Linked DNA regions of Mus musculus: region 1 is linked to region 2. A link is a contact called in public Hi-C data. All regions are on one chromosome and are shown on one strand. Each heading gives the region's core, a stretch centred on a gene start, on an enhancer-like site or on the middle of the called end of the contact. The rest is flanking DNA. Distances are from core to core; before and after follow the strand shown.

Region 1 (5,975 bases), core at 2,253-4,752, 730 kb before region 2:
GTGCCACATTTGGGCAATACAGCAGAGTCACAGATCACAGTTGATCCTTCACAGAGCCCTGGAGGTAGTATCTCCTTTTTAGGAACACTTGGTCTTCAGTAGGGAAAGGCCTAGGTGGAGTTGGTGCTGCTCTGCTACAGAACAGCCTGCAGGCTCCGAGCTGTGCTGCCTTGGCGTGGAACACTGCCCAGCATGCAGAGTGCTGCATCATACAGTCCCAAGCTGGCCAAGGAGCTGCAGCCATGGCTCTTGAAGGGAAGTTAGTAGAGTGTCTCGGGACTTTGGGTTTGCTGCCTGGAGCACAAAATGGCCTGGAGGCAATTCTATGGACTTAGTTGTATCCTATTTCATCTAAGTGATAAGATGATGCCTAAAAAGCCGGGCAGTGGTGGCACATACCTTTAATCCCAGCACTTGGGAGGCAGAGGCAGGTGGATTTCTGAGTTCGAGGCCAGCCTGGTCTACAAAGTGAGTTTCAGGGCTACACAGAGAAACCTTGTCTCGAAAAACCAAAAAAAAAAAAAAAAAAAGACGATGCCTAAGAAAAGTGCTAGCCATGATGGTCAGTCCCTTTGGCCTCGATCAGCACAGCCTGTGACTGACGGTGACTCTAGCCTGAGCCAGTTCCTGGTAAGTGAGCTACTTTAAGACCAGGCCATCAGCACATACCACCAGAATGTGGGACAAGCAGGCCAGTTGACAGTCTTGGGCTTTATCCATGGCAGTGGGGTAGCAGCTGACATACTGCTATTCAGTGAAACCTTCAGCACCGTCCATTGGGCTCTGTGCAGCCAGGCTGTATTCCTGCAAAACATCCAGTGGAGCCTGAGGTACATGGGTTCGAGACCCCATTGGAGTGATGCCCTTCTGCCAAACTCTTAGTAGTAATGTTACCACACAAATCAATTAATGACTCCATTCAACAGTTGGGGTGGGGAGGGTGACTTTACTTAGCTCACTGAGGTGACAAGGTGACGATGCATGATTTTAAAGTCCTTCCTGGGTATCAGAGTTCTACTCCAGGGACCTGTGCTACCTGATCCAGACGGATGTTTCTAATGCTATGGAAATTCCATCTCTCAGGAGCACTTTCTAACCCACTGCTGAGTGCCAAGACCGCTTCAAGCATGTGGGTCCCAAGGCCATACCCTGAGACTCTGATTCTGAGGCAGGGACGCTATCCTAGTTGGTGTAGACTAGAAAATAAACAGGTCTCCTGGACTAGGGCTGCCAGCCCTGAATGCCTTTGCAGGCTAGAGCTGGCAGCTGTTTGCAGCCCCTCCAGAAGCTGCCTGCCCTTATTAAGGGCCCCTAAAGAGGCCAATGAAGGGTCAGCACCCTGTTATAGCTAAGAGTCCCATCCACATAGCATGCCTGGGCCACACTGCATGAGCTGCCAGGACACACAAACCAGTTACATTTACAAGGGTCCTTAGTTATCTCTGATCACAGACAGCAGCTCCCTGTAGGAACAGCCTCTATAGGAGATCAGCTTCTCTTTCCCCTAAGATGTGTTAGCCTATGGGTAGCCATATGCACAGGCCAATATAATGAAGATGGAGTGTGACCTGAGTCTCTCTTGGCAGTGAGATCCATGGGTAAAGCACTAGAGAACTCAGGTTCCACCCAGACTTCAGAGATGCCAGCATGCATGCCCTCAGCTTTAATTCTCCTGGAGGATCCTGTCTTCATGCCCTTCCCTCTATGGTTAGCTGGAGCTCCAGACCATGTGCTCTCATCTCTTGCTGACAGACAAACCCAGGGCCTGAGAGAGACTGAGCAACAAGAGGGACATGTGGAGAGCACATGAGGGCTGTGCTTTTACTCTAATGTGTGCTAGTGTTTGGCAGTTGGCACCCTGAAGTAGAGAGGGACAAAGGCCATCCATGGCACTGGGCCCTGGTGCCAGATGGGTAGGTAGAGGTGGGAAGGATCCCAGTTGTGACCAAGTGTGGCAGTCATGTGTCTAGAAACACTAGCACAGCCAGCATTTTTCTTACCTCCATGCCCAGCTGTGGACTGCTGCTGTGACCCACCAGGCTCTGGGAGAGTTCCTTCTCACGTGTGCTAGAAAGGGCGTTGAATTGAAAGCCCACCCAGGATTGCATGGAACAAGCCCTCAGAGGCTGTTGTATCCTGAATATACTGGGTGTAGTGAGTACTAACACTGGTGGGAGAGGAGGACAGGATGCCAGCTGGCCTTCACCAGCTGTTGTTACCTGAGCTAAGAGTCCAGTTGTGTGTGTGTGTGGGGGGGGGGGTGTTCCAGCTGCACCTCTAGCCTGGCCAACCTCCCACTGGCCCCCAACTGCCATCCCCATACTCCTTGCCTCCAGACATCTGCTGGCCCAGTGCCTTAGGCTCTGATGAGTGGAATTGATCCTGTTCCTTCTGCCCCTCGACCACACAATGGCATTCAGTACAAGTACTACAACCCACAATCCCCCAACCCGACCCCCCCCCCAAAAAAAACCAGCAGAAGCCAGACTAGCTATAGGCTCTCCTCTGCTATCCTACAGGCTTACCCTATTAATACTCTACAGCGCCTGCCTACAAGGAGCCTCCTTTGAGTGCTTTTGTTTATACTGGGTAATGTGTCCACACCCAACCCTCAACCCATTTAACCTTTTCTGGGAAAGGAATCACAAAGGACTCCAACTGGGAGGTACAATATCTGGGCACTCTGTTTTAGCTAAAGCCCTGTGATAGCTTCTGAGCCAACCCAGAGCTGGGGGAGATCACTGACCACCCCCAGCGACTGCTTCCTTTCAGACAGCAGGGAGGTGGACCCTTAGGCCTCCAAAGGTCTGCAAAGACTCCTGGGAGCTTCACCCCAAGCCGGCTAGGGCTGCCCCCTCCAGGCGGCTTTGAGGATATGTGTGGCAACAAAGACTTCTCAAGACTTTGAGCCTCCTGCCGACCATAAATATTAAAACATGTTTATCAGAGCAAAGCAGCTCTGCCTGGTGATTGTGTGGGTAGGCGGGACAAAGGCCAACTTAATAGGCCCTTCAAAGATTCGCTAGAAACTGAAAGGAAGGGAAACCTGCATTTGTCGGGGGAACCTGCCTAGGAAAATTCTGTTTCCGGACGAATCCGGGAAGGGCAGAGTGATCATCGCACTGCCCGGGAGGGTGCACGAAGGCCAAGCTCTGTTATTACAATAATTCAGAAGACTGAATTCACGCACCGGGGTGGATGTGTCCCTACATCGCCCCCAGGATCTCGAGGCCCACCTTAACCCCAAGGCGCGCTCCAGACGCACGTGTCTCTAAACTGCACCTTGACCCACTGCTACCCGCCTTGGCTTAGCGTTGCTGTCCGGAGACCACGCCTCCGGCGGGGTTCTCCGTCTCCCCGGAATCCAGCACCGGCCATTGGCTGCTCTCAGCTCTCCGCCCCGACGCGTGCCCCAGTGCATCCCGCCCAAGCCTCAGTTTCCCGGCTGGCACGGGGCGTGGCGTGGGCGGGGCTCAGCTCAGGCCACGCGGGGCGGAGCCCGGGAGCTGACGTGACCACCCCGCCTCCCGGACCAGAATTGGTCGTGGTCTCAGTAGCCTCCGGCTCCGCTGCTTCCCGAGAACCCCGCGCCGGAGGCTCGGACCCGAGGTCGACGCCGGGCGCCTCTCCTCCTGCCCGCTATGGCTGCGCCTCGCGGGCCCCGCGCTCTGTCGGCCGCCGCGCCGGGGTCCGGGAAGCCCAAACTGACGCACCCCGGGAAGGCAATCCTAGCAGGTGGGTCACTCGGAACCCCAACTCAGAGCCTGTCCGACAGCGCTTCCGGGTGGGCCGGGGACGCCCAGGCCCCGCCCAACTTCCGGAGGGGCGGAGGTGTCGGGGTTGCGACCCGGGACCCCTAAGTCCACTCGTCTGCTGTCGCTCAGAGTCTCTTGGGCACTCCAGGCGGAGACCACCGGGTGGGGGCGTGGGCATCGTCGGGACGCTGGCAGCGACGCGGGCAAAGTCCGGGCGGGGGAGGGGCCGCGCGGCGGCGGCAGCGGTGGCAGCGGTAGCGGCTGGGTCCACCGGGCAAGGGTGTCCCTAGCCCCAGGCATTTGGTCCCCACAGGCGGCCTGGCTGGAGGCATCGAAATCTGCATCACCTTCCCGACCGAATACGTGAAGACGCAGCTGCAGCTAGATGAACGAGCGAACCCACCGCGGTACCGGGGCATCGGTAAGGAGGGACTCCCGGGGGTGGCTAGGGGGACACTGCGGAGCAGAGGAGCTAGGGTCTTGACCGCGCCTCCCGTAGGAGACTGCGTGCGGCAAACTGTCCGCAGCCATGGCGTCCTGGGCCTGTACCGCGGCCTCAGCTCCTTGCTCTACGGCTCCATCCCCAAGGCGGCTGTCAGGTGAGACTCTGCTCTGTTGAAACGACCCGGAGGGAGTGGCCGCAGCGGGCCCCCTCACATGTCTTCTTCATTAGGTTTGGGATGTTCGAGTTCCTCAGCAACCACATGCGGGATGCCCAAGGTAGGCTCGACAGCAGGAGAGGACTATTGTGCGGTCTGGGTGCCGGCGTGGCAGAAGCAGTGGTAGTCGTGTGCCCTATGGAGACCATCAAGGTGAGGGATTGAGCCTTTCAGGGGTAGCCAGGGTATCTTCGGGCTCCCAGGTTTTAATGGCATGTGCCCCCATGGAGGCTGTCAAGGTGGGAAGGGTCCCCACACATATGCACCAGGTTCGTGGTAAATGGTGGCAGAAAGGGTCTCCTGTGGCGGCTCATGCGTAATAAAAGCATGAGCGAAGTCTTCAAAGCATAACTCACTATTCAAAGTCTAGGAAATAGCAAATGTAACGCTGGGGAAACCCTCTGAGGTCTTGGGGCCTATGTGTAATGGAACTCAAGAACAGCCTAGGGATTTCCTGCAGAAGAGCTGGGAGTCCCCAGCTTTGGCCTAACGTTGGTAAGGTCTGGGTCTGCCAGATAAAGTGCAGATGTGGCCAGGAACCAGGGCCATTGCTTCCTTCCTTTTAGGTGAAGTTCATCCATGACCAGACTTCCTCCAACCCCAAGTACCGAGGATTTTTCCACGGGGTTAGAGAGATTATTCGGGAACAAGGTAAGCCTGGAGAATGGAGACCTGCTAAGTGGGACAGCATCTACTTGAGTGGCTCCCCCTTGACTGCAGGCAGGGCCTGGAAGGCTCCAGCTTGACTCCTGTCTGCCTGTCCCAAGGGCTAAAGGGAACATACCAAGGCCTTACTGCGACTGTACTGAAGCAGGGCTCAAACCAAGCCATCCGATTCTTTGTCATGACCTCCCTACGCAACTGGTACCAAGGTACACCAAACCCTGAGGGCAGCTTATTCCTGGAAGGGCAGGCACACCCTACCCCAGGTTTTTCCTAGCCTCCAAAGCTCCCCTCTGACTTAATCTTCCCAGTATTCTGACTGCAACTTACTCCATCCAGGAGACAACCACAACAAACCTATGAACCCACTGATCACGGGGGTCTTTGGAGCTACTGCGGGTGCAGCCAGTGTCTTTGGAAACACACCTTTGGATGTGATCAAGACCAGGATGCAGGTATGGATGGGAGGCTGAGAGAGTAGGGATATGAGCACTAGCCAGAGGCTAGTGTCTAAGGACTCTGCCCTGCGGTGTCCTGCAGGGCCTGGAGGCACACAAATACCGGAACACCCTGGACTGCGGCTTGAAGATCCTAAAGAATGAGGGGCCAAAGGCGTGAGTAGGATAGAGGAGAGCTATTGCCCCCATTCCAGGCCCTCTTTTCCTAGGTGGTCTTCCTTCCCACATTGCTCACCTCAGACTCTCTGCTCTACCCAGATTCTACAAGGGCACCGTTCCCCGGCTGGGCCGAGTCTGCCTGGATGTGGCCATCGTATTCATCATCTACGATGAAGTGGTGAAGCTGCTCAATAAAGTGTGGAAGACAGACTAACCCTGGAGGATGCAGTGGGGTATCCCAGCTCCTCCATTCCAGACCCCCCGCCACCTACTCTGATGAT
Region 2 (5,886 bases), core at 1,379-3,878:
CACCTCACTCACCAGCTGGTATTGCTAGTCATGCCAGAGCCTCCTGTGGCATGTCAGATGGGTTTCAGAAAAGTGTCTTTCTTGGTTTCTACCCTGTTACTTCATGTGACCCAGGACACCACTGTGCTTGAGATATGTGAGAACGAGTTACAGACTTGGAGGCAGATTAAGCCATGTTACTGCTTTCTCTGAGTCTCCCCACTTACAAAATGAAAGAGAAAGATTACATGGGCTGTTTTCAAACTGGATTCTGTGGGGTTTCAGAGTTCCTTGGATAGCACAGGACTGCAAGGGTGAATCGAGGAAGCAAAGGGAAGAGAATTTCTACCTGCCCCAGTGTACAGATCTCATAAGTGTCATGTATATATTCTAAGAAAGACACTGGCTTAACAAAGAAGTAGTAGGCCTGAAGAGATTGCTCAGTGCTCTTCCAGTATGAAGGCTCACAACTGTCTGTCAGTATAGTTCCAGGGATCCAATGCCCTCTTCTGGCTTCAACAGGCACCAGACAAGTAGATTTCTGTGAGTTTGAGGGCAGTCTGGTACAAATAGTGAGTTCTAGGATAGCCAGGAATATATACAGAAATCCTACCTCAAAAACAAAACAGAATTGAAATTTTGATTATTCTTGCCTCTGCCCTCCCTTGTCTCCCTTTCACCACACCAACACTTCTTCCTCTCTTTACTTTTTTAAGTATATTTTTATGTGTATTGGTACTTTATATATATGCATGTATGTCTGAGCAGCTCCAGATGTATACAGTGCCCTCAGAGGTCAGAAGAGGGTGTCAGATCCTCTGAGACTGGAGCTATAAGTGCTGTGAGCCACCTTATGGATGCTATAAATCAAACTTGGTGCTGGGAAGTGGTGGTGCACACCTTTAATCCCAGCACTTGGGAGGCAGAGGCAGGCGGATTTCTGAGTTTGATGCCAGCCTGGTCTACAGAGTGAGTTACAGAACAGCCAGGGCTATACAGGGAGATCCTGTCTAGGAAAGCAAAACAAAAAAGAAATCAAACTCGGGTCTTCAGATGAGCATCTCTCTCTTTCTCTCTCTCTCTCTCTCTGTGTGTATGCTCATGGATATTATGGTGTACTTGTGGAAAATCAGAGGATATGGCTCTACCACCTCCAGGCTCAAATTATATGATCTTAAGATGGGTATTATAGATGGGTATTATAACCCTTAATCCTAGCAATTGGGAGGCAGAGATTGGTGGATTTCTTTGAGTTCAAGGCCAGCCAAGGTTACATAGCAAGCCCATGTCTCAAAACAAGAACAACAAAACAAACAAACAAACAAAAAAAGAGTTATATTGTTTGAACCAAATTTGAAAACCTCTGAATTAAGTGTCCTGAATATTCTGCTGAATGAAAGCAATGCATTCTCTTCACATTTCTGTCGGCCTCATGTTGCCAGCTCTGTACTGCTAGTTTCTCCTTAGAGCTTCAGCCCTTTTGAGACATGGAGTCTGGGGTCTTGGTGGCCTAGCCCACCATTCCCCCACTGGTGTCAAGTGATTTTCCCTTAGGGAGTCTATTAATTTTAGATAGAAAGGGCATCAAAAGACCAAAGCAAAAATCCTTTCTAATGGGCACATGGATGTTACTCATGGAGTACAGGTACTTTCAGAACTTGAGGGTGGAAGCTGGAGGATCAGGAGTTTAAGGTCATCTTTAGTTATATAGTGAATTTTGAGGCCACCTTAGGCTACATGAGGCCTTATCTACATCTCATCTCCCAACCTCCAACACTTCTCCACTTGTAAAAGCACTGAGTGAGTGTAGGGTTTGCCTTCTGGCAGTTTCTTTCTTCCTCTCTGGATATTTCAGCCATTACTAGGATCATACTATGTAGCTAGGCTGGCTAGAATCTATATTCTGCTTGCCTCTGCCTCCCTCTGCAGGAATTAAAGGCACAATCCACTTATCTTCGGCTGCCCTGCACTGTCTTATTCATGGTATTTCTTCAGTGAGCCTTCCTGAGAAGCAGATCCTGTAGTTCTTGTGTGTAGGAGGCTGTATGTGAATGTTAGTGTGGGCGTGCACACACATGCATGTGGAGACCTGAGGTCCACAGAATTCTTTCCTTGTTTGTACTTTACAGGTTTTCTCCTTGAATCTGAGGCTCACCATCAATTCAGTTAGGCAGGTTAGAAAAAGAACTTCAGAGATCTAACTGTAACTTACCTCCCCTAGTGCTAATGACCATGCTTGCTTCTGTGTGGGTTCTTGGGAACCCAAATTCAGGTCCTTCTTGATCAGGCAGGCACTTTACCGATTGTATTACGTGTTCAGTAACAGAATAACTTTCTCATCTCCCAGTTTTGATTTCTTCACAATGTTTAGTAGTGCCTGAAATAATCTTGATTATTCTATTATTTTGTGTACACACTATTTATAGTGCACCTACTATGTGTCAAGCACTGTATGTACTTGCCATAGGATTGGAGGCGCCATAAAGTAAGGATCTTTAACTGTCCAGGTCACTCGAGTCTACACAGGATTCTATAGCCCTGGGACCTGCACACAGTAGGCACATTTCTCTATTCCGCGCTCTTCCCGGTTAGCCCCTCCCCCGCTCCAGGAAGTGAGGGGGTTCTAGCCGCCTGGCCTACCGCGATGCATTTTGGGAAAGCAGCAGCACCAGATCCAAGATGGCGGCCAGCAGGAGGCTGATGAAGGTAAAAGCCATTCTCTGGCGCTGGCCAGGCGGGGGGCGGCGTCCCCGGGCCGGGACCCCTACGGCGGGCCGCGGTTCCTTGGGGCGACGCCGTTCTTCATCCCTCATTGCGTGGCCCCGCTGTGCCGCGTGCGGAGAGATCTAACGGGGCCGCCTAGGCCGCAGCCTGGGCGGGAGCGCAAGGCCGCGCTGAGAGCCGCCGCTGCCGGCCCTTCGGATCAGCCTGGGCAGTTCTCGAGCCCCCTCCTCCTGGAGCGAAGCCGGGCCCTCCGTCGCAGCGGCCGCGGTCCGGGTCGAGGACGCCGTTGATGTGTGGGCCGGGCCTGGAGGCCCCAAGCTGGGCGCCCTCGGGGAAGAAAGCCGGAGCCCCGGCTGGGAGTACGCGCCGCGGAGCCGCCCGGTCCTGGGCCGCGGTCGCCGTTCTCTGAGCCCCATTCCGCCAGCCCACAGCTCCGGGACCGGGAGGCTGCGAGGCCCGAGACGGGAAAGGAAGGAGGAGGGCAGGCGGCCAAAGTTAGGTCAGTTAGTTGGTGGTCTTTTGAAATTGTGTTGGGTCCACGCAAACTGTCGCCTTGTGACTGCAGAGTCACACAGCCGACAAGTTCCAACTCTAGGAAGGCGTGGGGTCGTCTCCCTGCGTAGCTAGGTTCTCTTTTCTATCCACCTCTTAGTCATCCGCATCTCCTTTCCCTGATGAAGGGTGGGGGTTGGTTTCTGTCGTTGAAATCAAAACCTGCCAAAGTTTACGAAAATAACTTGGTATACGCACTTTGTATCTTGAATGTATGGGAGTGTCACTTCACTAATTGGCTCCTTTGGTGAAGCATACAATATAGGTGCTCAGTTGGAGTTTTTCACGAGTAGATCTGCGGACATCCTCTAAAGATAACCCGCCAGTGTTTGAGTGCTACCTGGTAGTGCGGCCGAGCTCTCGCCGGACCGGAAATAAAAAAGGTCGCAGGAGCTGGCTCTTGAGACCAAATTTGTATTTGGTTGATGGAGTCACTGGAAACAAAAGAAAGCCATTTGCTCACTGAAACCTAGAGAGAACATTTGATAAAACTAGAGTGGAAGTGGGCACAAAACAATTGTGATCAAACCCCCTTATCTGTTCTGCGGGTGACACTCCATCATTTACCTACAGGAAAGGAATGCTAATCACTTCCGTGTTCAAACCCCAAAAGTTGTCGTCCCTTCAGCCTTGTGGGTTTCAGTTTAGGAAGATTTCGTGACTGCATGCTGTTTTCTTGTAATTTGATGACATGAATTCATCTGCCTTTTCTCAGGTCCCCTTCTCTATCCTTTTCCATGGTTACCCTTCTTGGGCTCCAGAGTTCTTTTCTCTAAAGCAAGTATTTAGTCCTTTCCTTCTGGTTAAAATCCTCTCTGGTTTTGTCCTTAGAAATTCTGACTTTAAACATTTGTAAGTACATTTCTCTCTGTGTCTGTCTGTCTGTCTGTCTGTCTGTGTGTGTGTGTGAGGGGCACATTGTGTCACAGCGTTCATGTGGCGGTCAGAGGATAACTTGTTTGTTCTCTTTTTCCACCACGGGTCCAGTGTGGCTCGAACTCTGGTGGGTAAGCTTACCTGTGAGCTATCTTTCAGCCTAATCCTAACTTCTTACTTGGCCTGAGAGACCTTTCTTGGAAAGCAGCCTCCCAGTCTCACCTCCAACTTAGGAGTTTCTAGATGCTCTTGCACCTTATTGCACCAGCTACCATTTTCCCAATTTTTATTGTGTGCTTCATATTCATGACCATGATCAATATTCTCTTCGAGTTAGATACTACTATTCCTGTTCTGTAGAAGAGAGCAGAGAACGCAAAGATTCTTTGGCCTCTGCCCCACAAAGGAGAAGATAATGTATGATTTAACTCCGCTCCATGTGAGTCTAAAACAGAGCCTCATGATGGTACTCACTCTGCAGTCTCCCTTTGCATGTTCTGTCTGCTCAGCCTGAGAAAAGTTATCTTCTCTTCTAGAGGATTCCCTTCCCTTCCTGAGGAATCCTTGGGGTCAACACCTCTGCCTCCGACTCTGAACTCTTCCCCACTCCCAGCACAGTTCTTTACATTTCTCTTTGTAACAGTCAGATTTCTGCCCTATGCTAGGTAGGCTTTGTGTTTCTAAAGGGCAGGGGTTGGCTTTTTATTTTTTTTAAAGACAGGGTTGCTCTGTGTAGCTTTTGGTGTTCTGGAACTCACTCTGTAGACCAGGCTGGCCGTGAACTGAAGCCATCTGCCTGCTTCTGCCTCACTGGTGCTGGGATCAAAAGCATGTGCCACCCCCAACCAGTATCCCCCCCCCCCCCCTTTTTTTTTGAGACATGGTCTTCCTCGGTATCCCAGGCTGACTTAAAATTCAAAGTGATTCTCCTGCCTCAGTCTCCTGACTGCTAGAATTACAGGAATGACTCACCAGGATCAGCTGACATAATTTCATCCTGGTATCCCCCTAGCCTTGTTGATCTAGATGTCAGACATCTAGGAGGGAAATCACAGTTTTAAAATTGTTTTTTATAAAATTTGAGCTCAGGAAAAAGTTTAAGTACATAAGAATTCAAGCTTATTTTACTTAAGTTCTTTTTTGTTTTCAACACTCAAAATTAGTCTATTGTCATCTAATTTTTGCATATGAGGCAGTTTGTGTTTAGATAGATTGCAAGAGTTTTAATTTTATTTTTGTTTTTGTTTTGTTTTTTGTTTTTTCGAGACAGGGTTTCTCTGTATAGCCCTGGCTGTCCTGGAGCTCACTTTGTAGACCAGGCTGGCCTCGAACTCAGAAATCCGCCTGCCTCTGACTCCCGAGTGCTGGGATTAAAGGCGTGTGCCACCACGCCCGGCTAAGAATTTTAATTTTAAAGATTTATTTATTTATTATATGTAAGTACACTGTAGCTGTCTTCAGACACACCAGAAGAGGGCGTCAGATCTCGTTACGGATGGTTGTGAGCCACCATGTGGTTGCTGGGATTTGAACTCCGGACCTTTGGAAGAGCAGTTGGGTGTTCTTACCCACTGAGCCATCTCACCAGCCCCAGAATTTTAATTTTAAATGAGTTATGTGGTTTGGTGTTGTCTGCATGTGTGTCTGTATGAGGGTGTCATATCCCCTGGAACTAGAGTTACAGACAATTGTGAGCCACCATGGGGTTGCTGGAAATTGAACCTGGGTCCTCTGGAAGAGTTCCCAGTGCTCTTA

The links. Hi-C and Micro-C count contacts between places; a contact is called where the count stands out from the background.
Region 1: a contact with region 2 is called in a Hi-C map of CD8 T cells, with 2.9 times the contacts expected there. The contact joins the promoter of Slc25a1 here to the promoter of Ube2l3 in region 2. A contact is called at or near these places in 1 of 39 promoter capture datasets (liver), 1 of 484 Hi-C or Micro-C datasets (CD8 T cells) and 1 of 115 datasets of contacts at active chromatin or transcription factors (bone marrow-derived macrophages).

What each region holds. Positions count from the first base shown.
Region 1 is chr16:17,925,746-17,931,720 of GRCm38.p6, reverse strand. Slc25a1 (solute carrier family 25 (mitochondrial carrier, citrate transporter), member 1) reads left to right here and starts at 3,502. Exons shown (of 9, transcript NM_153150.2): 1 at 3,502-3,735; 2 at 4,069-4,176; 3 at 4,255-4,354; 4 at 4,429-4,567; 5 at 4,981-5,065; 6 at 5,182-5,286; 7 at 5,417-5,532; 8 at 5,618-5,691; 9 at 5,794-5,975. The coding sequence starts at 3,642. The coding sequence ends at 5,908.
Region 2 is chr16:17,198,234-17,204,119 of GRCm38.p6, reverse strand. It overlaps Ube2l3 (ubiquitin-conjugating enzyme E2L 3), which reads left to right and starts at 2,628. Exons shown (of 4, transcript NM_009456.2): 1 at 2,628-2,685. The coding sequence starts at 2,659.